Regions from separate parts of the Ovis aries genome. Here region 1 is linked to region 2. The links are chromatin contacts, called in public Hi-C maps. All regions are on one chromosome and are shown on one strand. The core of a region is the stretch at or near the end of the contact, and the rest is flanking DNA. Distances in the headings are between cores, read along the strand shown. Region 1 overlaps IGSF3 (immunoglobulin superfamily member 3). Region 2 holds the start of CD58 (CD58 molecule).

Region 1 (4,543 bases), core at 1,268-3,767, 47 kb after region 2:
CCAGAGGGCAGCAAACAGGCAGTGAGGAGCAGAAGGAGAGAGGGATGGCTCTGTCTTTGTTAGAGATCTGTGACAGTCATCAGTCATGTTAGGACTACAGGGGGCAGTAGCTGGACAGCAAGGGTTTTTCAAATTGAGGGACGTAAGTCAGCCAGGAGACTGGGAGAGAATGAAGGAAGGGCTGCAGGAGAAGTGTGTGTGTGTGTGTGTGTGTGTGTGTGTGTGTGTGTGTGTTGTATGCACGCATGTGCAAATCCTATCCATCTTCAAGAAGGAGGGGGACTTCCCTGGCAGGGCAGTAGATAAGAGTCTGCCTGCCAATGCAGGGGACACGGGTTCAATCCCTCGTCTGGGGAGACTGCACATGCCTCGGAGTAACTAGGCCCCTGCGCCATAATTGCTGAGCCAGAAGCCTGCAACTACTGAGGCCCGTGCACCTAGAGCCTGTGCTCCAACAAAAGCTACCACAATGAGAAGCCTGCCCACCAAACGAGAAAGCCCTCACAAAGCAACGGACCCAACTCAGAGAAAAATAAGTAAGTTAAAACAAAACACTACGGCTAGAAACTTCTGCAACCAACTTCCCCCAACCCCCATAAACAGAAAGGAGGGGGCAAAGGCACCTGCTAGTCAGCAGTTACCACACCTTAGAGTCCCTACAGCCTTAATACCACCTTAGCATCCCTCCCTTCCCTCCCCGTGCTCATACTGGTTGAGCCCCTAACTGTCTCCTTCTCAGACCTTATACTCCAGCCTCAGTCTCACCAGGGAGAGCCTCCTAGGCTGCAGACAGGACCTCGCTGCTCCCAGCTTAGGGCCTGCCTGTCGCTCCCCACATTGCAGTTCTCAACAGGACAGCAATGCTCTCAGGGACACCAGGGAAATTGAGGTTGGGGGAGGGCGGCGGAGGGAGGGTACAGAATATGAGATGGCCTAAAGCCAGTAGATTCTGTAAACCAACCTGGGTTGACTCTGCAAGAGGTCTCTGCCTCGTGTCTCGTGTGACTTTCACATGACATTAATTGAAGTGAAAACTTGGTGGCTAGTACCTAGCACTTTTCATTTTGCTATCAGCACGATACTTTTTGTTTTTTTCCACAGCTTTAACATATGCTAGGCAAATCAAGGGAAGGGTTTCCTTTGCTTTGTTCAGCGTTATCTCACGAGTTGCTCAGGATCTTGGAAACCGGTCCAGACAGCAGTGCTGCTCAGAAGTGGCACCACTGACACAATCAGGCGGAGCAATGGGGTGGGGAGCAGGGCCTCTGCCTGGCAGCAGCAGGAACTGGGGACCGATCCTCCCACAGTCGCCACCCCCGAGCACTGACACAATCAGGCGGAGCAAGGGGGTGGGGAGCAGGGCCTCTGCCTGGCAGCAGCAGGAACTGGGGACCGATCCTCCCACAGTCGCCACCCCCGAGCACTGACATGTTAGAGTTTATTGCTTTATTACAAACTACTAAAAAAATTTCTCCATTCTGCCACCATAAGGGCATTGTAACATCATTGACTCAATGGACATGAGTTTGACCAAACTCCGGGAGCTGGTGAAGGACAAACAGGGAAGCCTGAAGTGCTGCAGTCCATGGGGTAGCAAGCAGTCGGACACGACTGAGCAACTGAACAACAGTGAACAACAACAGCAACAATTCTTAAGGATTCCATGAATTTTATTTTAGAGTAGGAAAGGGACTACTACAAACTGTTATTAAAAAAAGGAGAACATAATAAGTGCAGTCCCAAGTCTTATCTGCCCAGTTTAGAATATTCTTACTTCACACAATTATGCGAGCCTTTCTATGTGCTAAGCAGTGCTCTAAGCCTTTTATAAATATTAACTATCTGGTCCTCACCAGACCTATGCAATAAATATTATCATCCCCAGTTCTATAAAAATACTTGCTCAAAGTCATACTTCTGATAAGTGGTAGGGCCAAGATTCAAACCCAGGCTGTCTGCTCTGTCCTTGCTTCTAACCTTCATGAACTCTGACACTCCACGCTGTCTTGTAGAAGTGGGGCTCCCCTGACCCCTGCCAACCCAACCTCTCCCCAACCCTAGGCTTCAGTCACAAGCACGCTGCTGCCTCCCTTGTGATGTTCTTTACTCACAACTCTGAGCCTGAAAGCTGTGCTGCTCCTTCCTGCCACCCACCCCCATGCAAACTGATTCTCCGCTCAACCCTGTGCCTACCCCCTGGACTAGCCTCTGGCCAGCCTGAGAGGCAAGCCCTGTGACACACCCATCAGTGCAGCTACAGCACCCAGCACAGAAGGTGGCACACAGCAGGTGCTCAAACATGCTCGTAGAAGGCACTGGGAGGGAGGGGCAAGGAGAAACCAGCAAAAGTCAGGAGGTAGAAACAGCTAATTAGGGTAACCTAGACATGCCCTGTCTGCCTTACCTGTCTGCAGATAGAGCACTGACCCTTGCTCACTGGCTCCAAACGGGTGTACCCGGTGTAACCATGACAACCAGGCCCGAGGCACAGGGGGAGGGCCGGGGCTCCTCCAGGGCGCTTGCTCTCATGCTCGCTCCTGCTCTCAACACCCACTGGGCAGAAGCCACAGGCACACGAGATGGAAAGAGAGCCTCAGGTTCTCCTGAAAGAAAGGAGGGGCCAACCTCTCTGAAGGACAGGACAGCCTGTCACCTACTAGCCTGTGACAGGCACAGCCACTGTCACAGGCCCCGGACTCAAGGAAGTCAAAGAAAAGAGCCCTCAGCTCGCCCAACCTGCCAGGTCAGCAATAAGAAATTGGAGAAAACGGATTTGGCAGCATCCAGAGGGTATTAAATATTCATCCCAACTGCCCATCAGCAAAATCCCTGCAGAATACACCCACTGACAAGTCAGCTTTCTACACCGGAGGCTGTCCTCCTAGAAGCTTGTTTATTGCTTTGTCAATTTTAATGCGCAATATTTAACAGCCAGACCAAGATACGGTTGTAAATATTTGGAAAATGAGTGCTGACATTTCCCTTATTGCTTCTGTATTTAGGAATATGTAATTGGAGGGTATTTTGGGTGCTAAAGAAAATCAGAAGGAAGCAAAGCAATGCTTCAAAATTAAAAGGAAAAATAAGTGATTAAGAGCTAAGAATCAAATATGCTGAACTAGCTTAAGAGTCCTGCTTAATGCCCCTGTGGTGTCACATCTGCTTTCAATGGTAGTAAAGGCTACGCTAAATCAACAAGACAGGAAGGGTGACGGGATTCCTTGAAGAAGCCCTTATGGATGTGCCTTTGGAACATGAAGTGCACCTCGGGAATGGTCAGCGATTGGATCCACACGTTTATCATGCCATCCAGCCAGGGATTTCAAAGAAACAAAGAGCCGCGGTGCGGCCCGGTCAGTCAGGGGCCCTGACAAGGACTGGTCTAGGGCACAAAGCACACAGTCTTCTTGGGAGCAGGTGACACCAGCTGTAGAGGGCTGATAAAAGGACCTCCATGAGTGAGCCAACAGTCCCTGGGTTTCTACGTCATGCTGTTAGAACAAGCATATTCAACAAAAGCATCTTCTAAAAGGCCGGGCAGGGGGACGATGATGTTCCTGTGGAAAACACCAGAGCAGGGTTAAGAATCCATGGTTTGAGAGGCAAGACGTGGAAGAAGAGTAAAAAGAAGAGAAGCCAGCACTGGATTGAGCTCTGGTGTCCCAGGCCTTAGAGCCATCTGGTGGCAGAAGTGAGAAGAAACAGAGGTGCTCAAGGAGGCCCAATTTAAACTCCTTCACCATGAGCAAATTGTGTCTGGAGGAACCTCTACAGAGACTTTGTGATTCCAGTTTAAGAAAACAAATTTAACAGTCTGCTAAAGGGGTTCAGGGATGGTAAACCTGAGAGAGAGGGTGGATTAAATCAAAGTATATGTTACCAAAGAAGATTCCTGAGGCGGGGGGGCGGGGGCAATACTATAATAGAATTAAATTAAGAGCCTGGGCTCTGGAGCCAGACTGCCTGTCTGGATTTGAATCTTGCCTCCGCCACTTATTATGGATCGCTGGGTAATTTATTTACCCTCTGTGTCAGTGTCCTCACCTATAAAACGGGTGAAACCAGCACCCCCTCGTGGAACTGCATGGACTAAGAATGAAGAGCATTATTGCATATAAAGCATTCAGGGTGGTGATGGGCACGCAAGAAATGCTCAATAGAGATCAGCTGCTATCACTACTGCAGTTACTTCTTCCGTCACCAGTGCTGAAACACCTCCACACAGCACTCTACAAAGAGAAACTGCTTCGGTAAATGAGATTAACTGAATGCAGAAAGGATTTGGCGCGGGGGGGCAGGGTTGGGACGGGGTGTGCTATGCAGCACACAGGATCGTAGTTCCTTGATCAGGAACGGAACCTGTGGAAGCACAGGCTCCACAGTAGAAGCACAGAATTCTAGCCACTGGACCACCAGGGGAGCTCAAGAAAGGATCATTTCTGATACGGTCTAAAAAAGGCCAAAGTCTCCCTTTATCATCCACCCCAACTGCTTCTGAATGACATTCATACCTGGATTCCCACCCCTATTTCCCAGTTTTTGG
Region 2 (4,591 bases), core at 71-2,570:
ATGGCATGATACCACCTGTCCTCCGAGGCTAGGTTCACACACCCTCCCTTCCAGGAAGTTTTTCCTTCACGAAAGATATTTGATTTCACCAAAGATGTGGCTCTCTTCCCTCTGCACACCCGCAGCACTTTATATTTACCTCTTACAACATTTACTTCTGTGCCTTACACTGTAGGTACTTTTGAGCACATGTCGACCCCCACCCACCACGACGACCCCCACCCAGGCTGTATTCCATAGACGCATGCCTCCACAGGCACTCAACACACTCTGAACGCAAAGTGGAGAGGAAAGGCTGATCAGATGTGTGTGCTAAAGGGCCAGCAGGGGGATTTTCCCAGTACTAATTAAGGGGGCTGTTACTATGCTCCAGGGGTTTGGCTATGACTTAACTACGAGCCTGTGTGGGAAGAGGTTGATGATGTGGGTGAGGAGGTAAAAAAATGGAGACAAAGATACCTATCTTATGGGGCTGTTGTGACAATTTAACTGAAGAAGTGTGAAAAGGAGGAACACAGTCCTAGACACTCACACATTCCTCCTTTTCTGTTCCGAAGGGAGGGGAAAGCAGCACCAGCCACACTACTTAGAAACTCCGAATCGAGGCCCACTCGTTCCTGTTGCGAGGCGATTCTGAACCACCGCCATCAGCCCAGGGCGCGGCCGCGGGACAGGCGCGGTTGCACTTGGCTTTGGCCGCGGGGCGCCCATCCCAGCGCAGAAGCCGGCGCGCGCGCACACAGCGCGATCCACTGCCAGTGGGGAGGCCCGCCCCGGACAAGCTCGAGGGCTGCGGAAGCAGTAAAAAAAAAAAGATCTGCTCAAGTTCTGGACGATGGCGTCTCGGGAAGTGGTAACTTAGTCACTGGGGTCGCGCAGAAAAGGCACCCCTTCCAGAAAAACACGGGGTGGAAGACAAGCGGGGTTCGGGGATCGTGGGAGTTAAGAAGGACTCCCAAAGGGAGGGAAGAGCGCAGGGAAGGAGAACGAGCCGGAGTCTGGTTTCTTTTTCCCAGACCTCAGAGCCTGAGGAGCAAGTTTCTTACTGACCACCCTATGGTGATTTGTGGATGACACGACCAGGTCCCGCGCGCGTGCCCCCCGCCACCTTCGCCACCCGAACTTGCAGCCGCCTTGGGCCGCGCCCGTCCACCGGGCCCGGAGCCCGGGGGCCACTGACACCTCGCGCTACCGGTCCCTGTGGGCTCCCGGAGGAGGCCTCCACTCACCCAATTTGAGGAACAGGCAGACCAGTCCAAGGGCCCCCAGGGCACACCCAGGGGCACTCCCTGCGGCCATGGCGGTCCAGGCAGTTTCTGCTAATGGGTCGCAGCCGCACAACTCGGCCTGGGCCTGCCGGAGAGCCAGCCCCACTGCGCTCCCCGCCCCGCGCCCCGCCTCGCGCGCCCCGCCTCCCCCGCGGCGGGCTGGCACCGGATGCAGTCTGGGCGCCGGCCCTTTCCTCTTTTCCCGGACTAAGTTCGGGTCCCAGTCGTTCCTGCCATTCCGCAGCCACCCGCTTTGCTCTGTGGAGCTCTTTAGCAAAAGTGGCGTGCGTTTTTACAACCAGGTTTATCCTCGTTCCTCTCGCACTTTTCCTTGGCATTAGGAACGCGATGGAGGCGCCCCCGCAGCTGGAGGTATCGGACTGTCGGTCCCCGAAAGCTGCGTCCCACTGGGCGGGAGGTGACAGGAGAACTCCGGTGGGACACGGAGGTTCCGAAGCGCTTTATTCTTCCAGCGCTTTCCAGCAGCTGCAGCAGCGCGGAAGTTTTGCCTGCAGGTTAAGACGATGAAGAACTTGCCCACAATGCCGGAGACCCGAGTTCAATCCCTGGGTCGGGAAAATTTCCCTGGAGAAGGGAACGGCAACCCGCTCCAGTATTCTCGCCTGGAGAACCCCATGGACAGAGGAACCTGGCGGGCTACAGTCCATGAGGTCGCAAAGAGTCGGGCACGACTGAGCGAGTAGCACACATGCCCCATTGATGACTCTAGATAAAACAGCCTCTTTGAAGCACTCTTTCCTCAAATACTCGGAGAAGGCAATCAAATACTAAAACGAAAGGAAATGGGACATGCTAGACAACTGCTAGAATGTGTACAGTTCCCTGGTGCAGCCCCAACCTCCCCACCCCTCTCAAGTGCCTACCTTTCCTCATTGCAGGGCAGTCATCTTTTCCTTAAGACTGACTCCCACCCCAGCACTCCCCTACTCAGAGCTGGGATTTCCAGCCTCGGGTTTCTCCCTTCTCCATTTGCTCTGTTTCACTCTTCCTCCTAACCCTCAGGCTGAGGAGTCAGACCTGTTCACTCCCTCAGTGTTTGGCCTCCCCAAATCTCTGTCCCTCGAGCTGCAGTAGGGACTTGAAATCTCTATCTTATTGACTAGTCCTCTTGCCTCAAATCCACCTGCTCCCAGGCTCAGTTACTACTGTATTCCCAGAACCAGCTCCTGGCATGGGCTTCCCTGACAGCTCCTTTTCTTTCAGACAGAAGCACCAGAGTGACCTCTGCTCAGCCACTGAGGCTCAGGGAACTCTTCCTTACTATGTGGGCAGGAAACTCCTCCCATGAACTGGACTCATGAACTGGACCCTCTGTTGTCCTAACAAACACCAACCTGTTTGCCAGTTGTGAAAGAGTGGAAATGGGCTTTATTCTTGCTGTGATTGCCATCATCCTCAGGTGGGGACCCCCAAACCACTCAAGATACTTGAACTACACTGTAAGAATCCATAAATTATTTCTTAAATTAGCCATGAAATTGTAAAAGGTGTCTCTATCTGTGAAATTCCTGGGACCAATGTACGATAAGGCAGGTACAAGTGTGTAGCATAGAAAGTGAGAAGGTCAAGTTTCTCCTCTACTCTGGGCTGGCAAGAATTCAGTTTAACTTAGAAAGGTAAGATGGAGTCAGAACTTTAAACTCTGGGGAGCCCCTCAAAACCCCTCAAAGGTTTTGAACTGGGAAGTGATATAACAGCAAACATCTGTTGAGTACTCAAGCCCTGTGTTAAGTGCATTGCCTGCATTAATCTTAATGATGTCCCTGTTTTTACAGATTAGGAAACTGAGGATCAGAGAAGGTAAATGACTTGCCCAAGGACACACAGCAAGGCACAGAACTGGGAGTCCAACCAAGCTTAAGTCCAAAGCACCACTCTTACCCTTTCGTATAGGACGGGCAGCTATACTACTGTTTGGACTGGGCCAGCAAAAGCTCTCAACCCCCTCTGAGCAGGGACAAGTAAAGGACCACCAAGTCACCTGGGACCGGGAAACATCTCCAGGTCATGGTCTCCAAGTACCAGGTAAGGAATGGTTCATTAAGTCTTCCTTGGTTGGCCATGTCTCTGGCCAAATGAATGATGCCAGCTCTTTCATTAAGAGACATGCTGTGGTTCCAACAAACATTTTCAGATACGCCTATATATGCCTGGTAGCAGACTTCATGAATCAAACGTGGCTCAGAAAGGCTGGATCTGCAGTGTAGCAGGCAGATGGCCTACTGAGGACTGGGCACCAGAAGAAGGGCTGGATGTATTTTACATCCTGTGGCCAGTGTGGAGAGGTCCAGTTTTATCTGCTTGTCACTGTAAAGAAACATGGCCTAGAAGAAAGGAGGGCTTGTTCAGTCTGCCTGTGTGGCCTGGACAGGCTGCTGCTCTTCCCAGCATGTCACCCTCTGGTTCTCTGGCTGTAGTTCCTGCCAAACTTGGAACCACACCCAGGAAGCTTAGGAATCCTAGAGAGAACAAAACACTGCTTCTAATCCTGCATACATGAAAATGGTCCTTGCCCCATGTGGAAGTGTAAATTCACTTTATTTAAATAAACACTGGGCACGTTAGCACCAAGAGGGTGTGTGTGTGTGTCGGGGTAATTTTTATTCTGTAATATTCTGTTTCCCTTTTTCAAATGTTCCCCAGCAGAAAAGACAGCATTAGGAGAAAACTAGGTGAAAATAATACATAAGACTTAACATGGAACCATTCCGGGTACCCAAGAGATAAACAGTCACATTTCAACTCCTGGCCAAGCCAGCAGCTGCAAGAAGTTGATAAGCATGCAGAAAATGGGGCTGGGAAGCAGAGGAAAGCACATATTAAAAGCCTTTGAAAGGCCTGAGTTTTAAAAAGAAAAGAAAAAAAAAAGGAAGTACCTCCTTTTGCTTTTCACCTCCATCTAGTTCCTTCTGCACATTCTGTGAATTTTGAAGAATTACAGTTGGGTTCTGACTAACCACGTGTCACTGCTATAGCTTTAATCATGCTATCATTCTTCCCAATTTGCAGATGTGGTGAACCCCCCCCCCCCAAACCTCCCAGCATTTGAGTTGTGCAGGGAAGAGATGGGTGTGCCATGTGGCCTCACTGCACAGGAACCCACAGCTCTTGGGTTTTCTTCCATTCTGGAAAAGGTGTGCTGAGCATTTGTGGTCAAGACAATACTAGCGTTGGAAGAAGGTGGTGAGGTCCTGCTGCCAAGACCAAGCAGAAGTTTGTCCCAAGTTCCTGCTCTCTTCTGTCAGTTTCCTCTTACCATGTCCTGTCTCCCTACCTCTACCCCACCCACCCCCACCCAAAAG

What was found. Hi-C and Micro-C count contacts between places; a contact is called where the count stands out from the background.
Region 1: a contact with region 2 is called in a Hi-C map of hypothalamus, with 3 times the contacts expected there. The contact joins the enhancer-like site here to the promoter of CD58 in region 2. A contact is called at or near these places in 6 of 16 Hi-C or Micro-C datasets (hypothalamus, muscle, omental adipose tissue and 2 more).

Annotation. Positions count from the first base shown.
Region 1 is chr1:93,982,639-93,987,181 of ARS-UI_Ramb_v3.0, forward strand. The region is part of intron 7 of IGSF3 (immunoglobulin superfamily member 3); the gene reads right to left. Among named protein-coding and RNA genes, the nearest start is that of CD58, 46 kb to the left of the region's middle. Within about 2 kb of position 2,518, at least 6 of the 54 cell types and tissues checked have an H3K27ac peak or open chromatin away from gene starts, as enhancers often do. A contact at or near this core is called in hypothalamus, where this site is marked.
Region 2 is chr1:93,937,260-93,941,850 of ARS-UI_Ramb_v3.0, forward strand. It overlaps CD58 (CD58 molecule), which reads right to left and starts at 1,321. Exons shown (of 7, transcript XR_009597210.1): 1 at 1,230-1,321.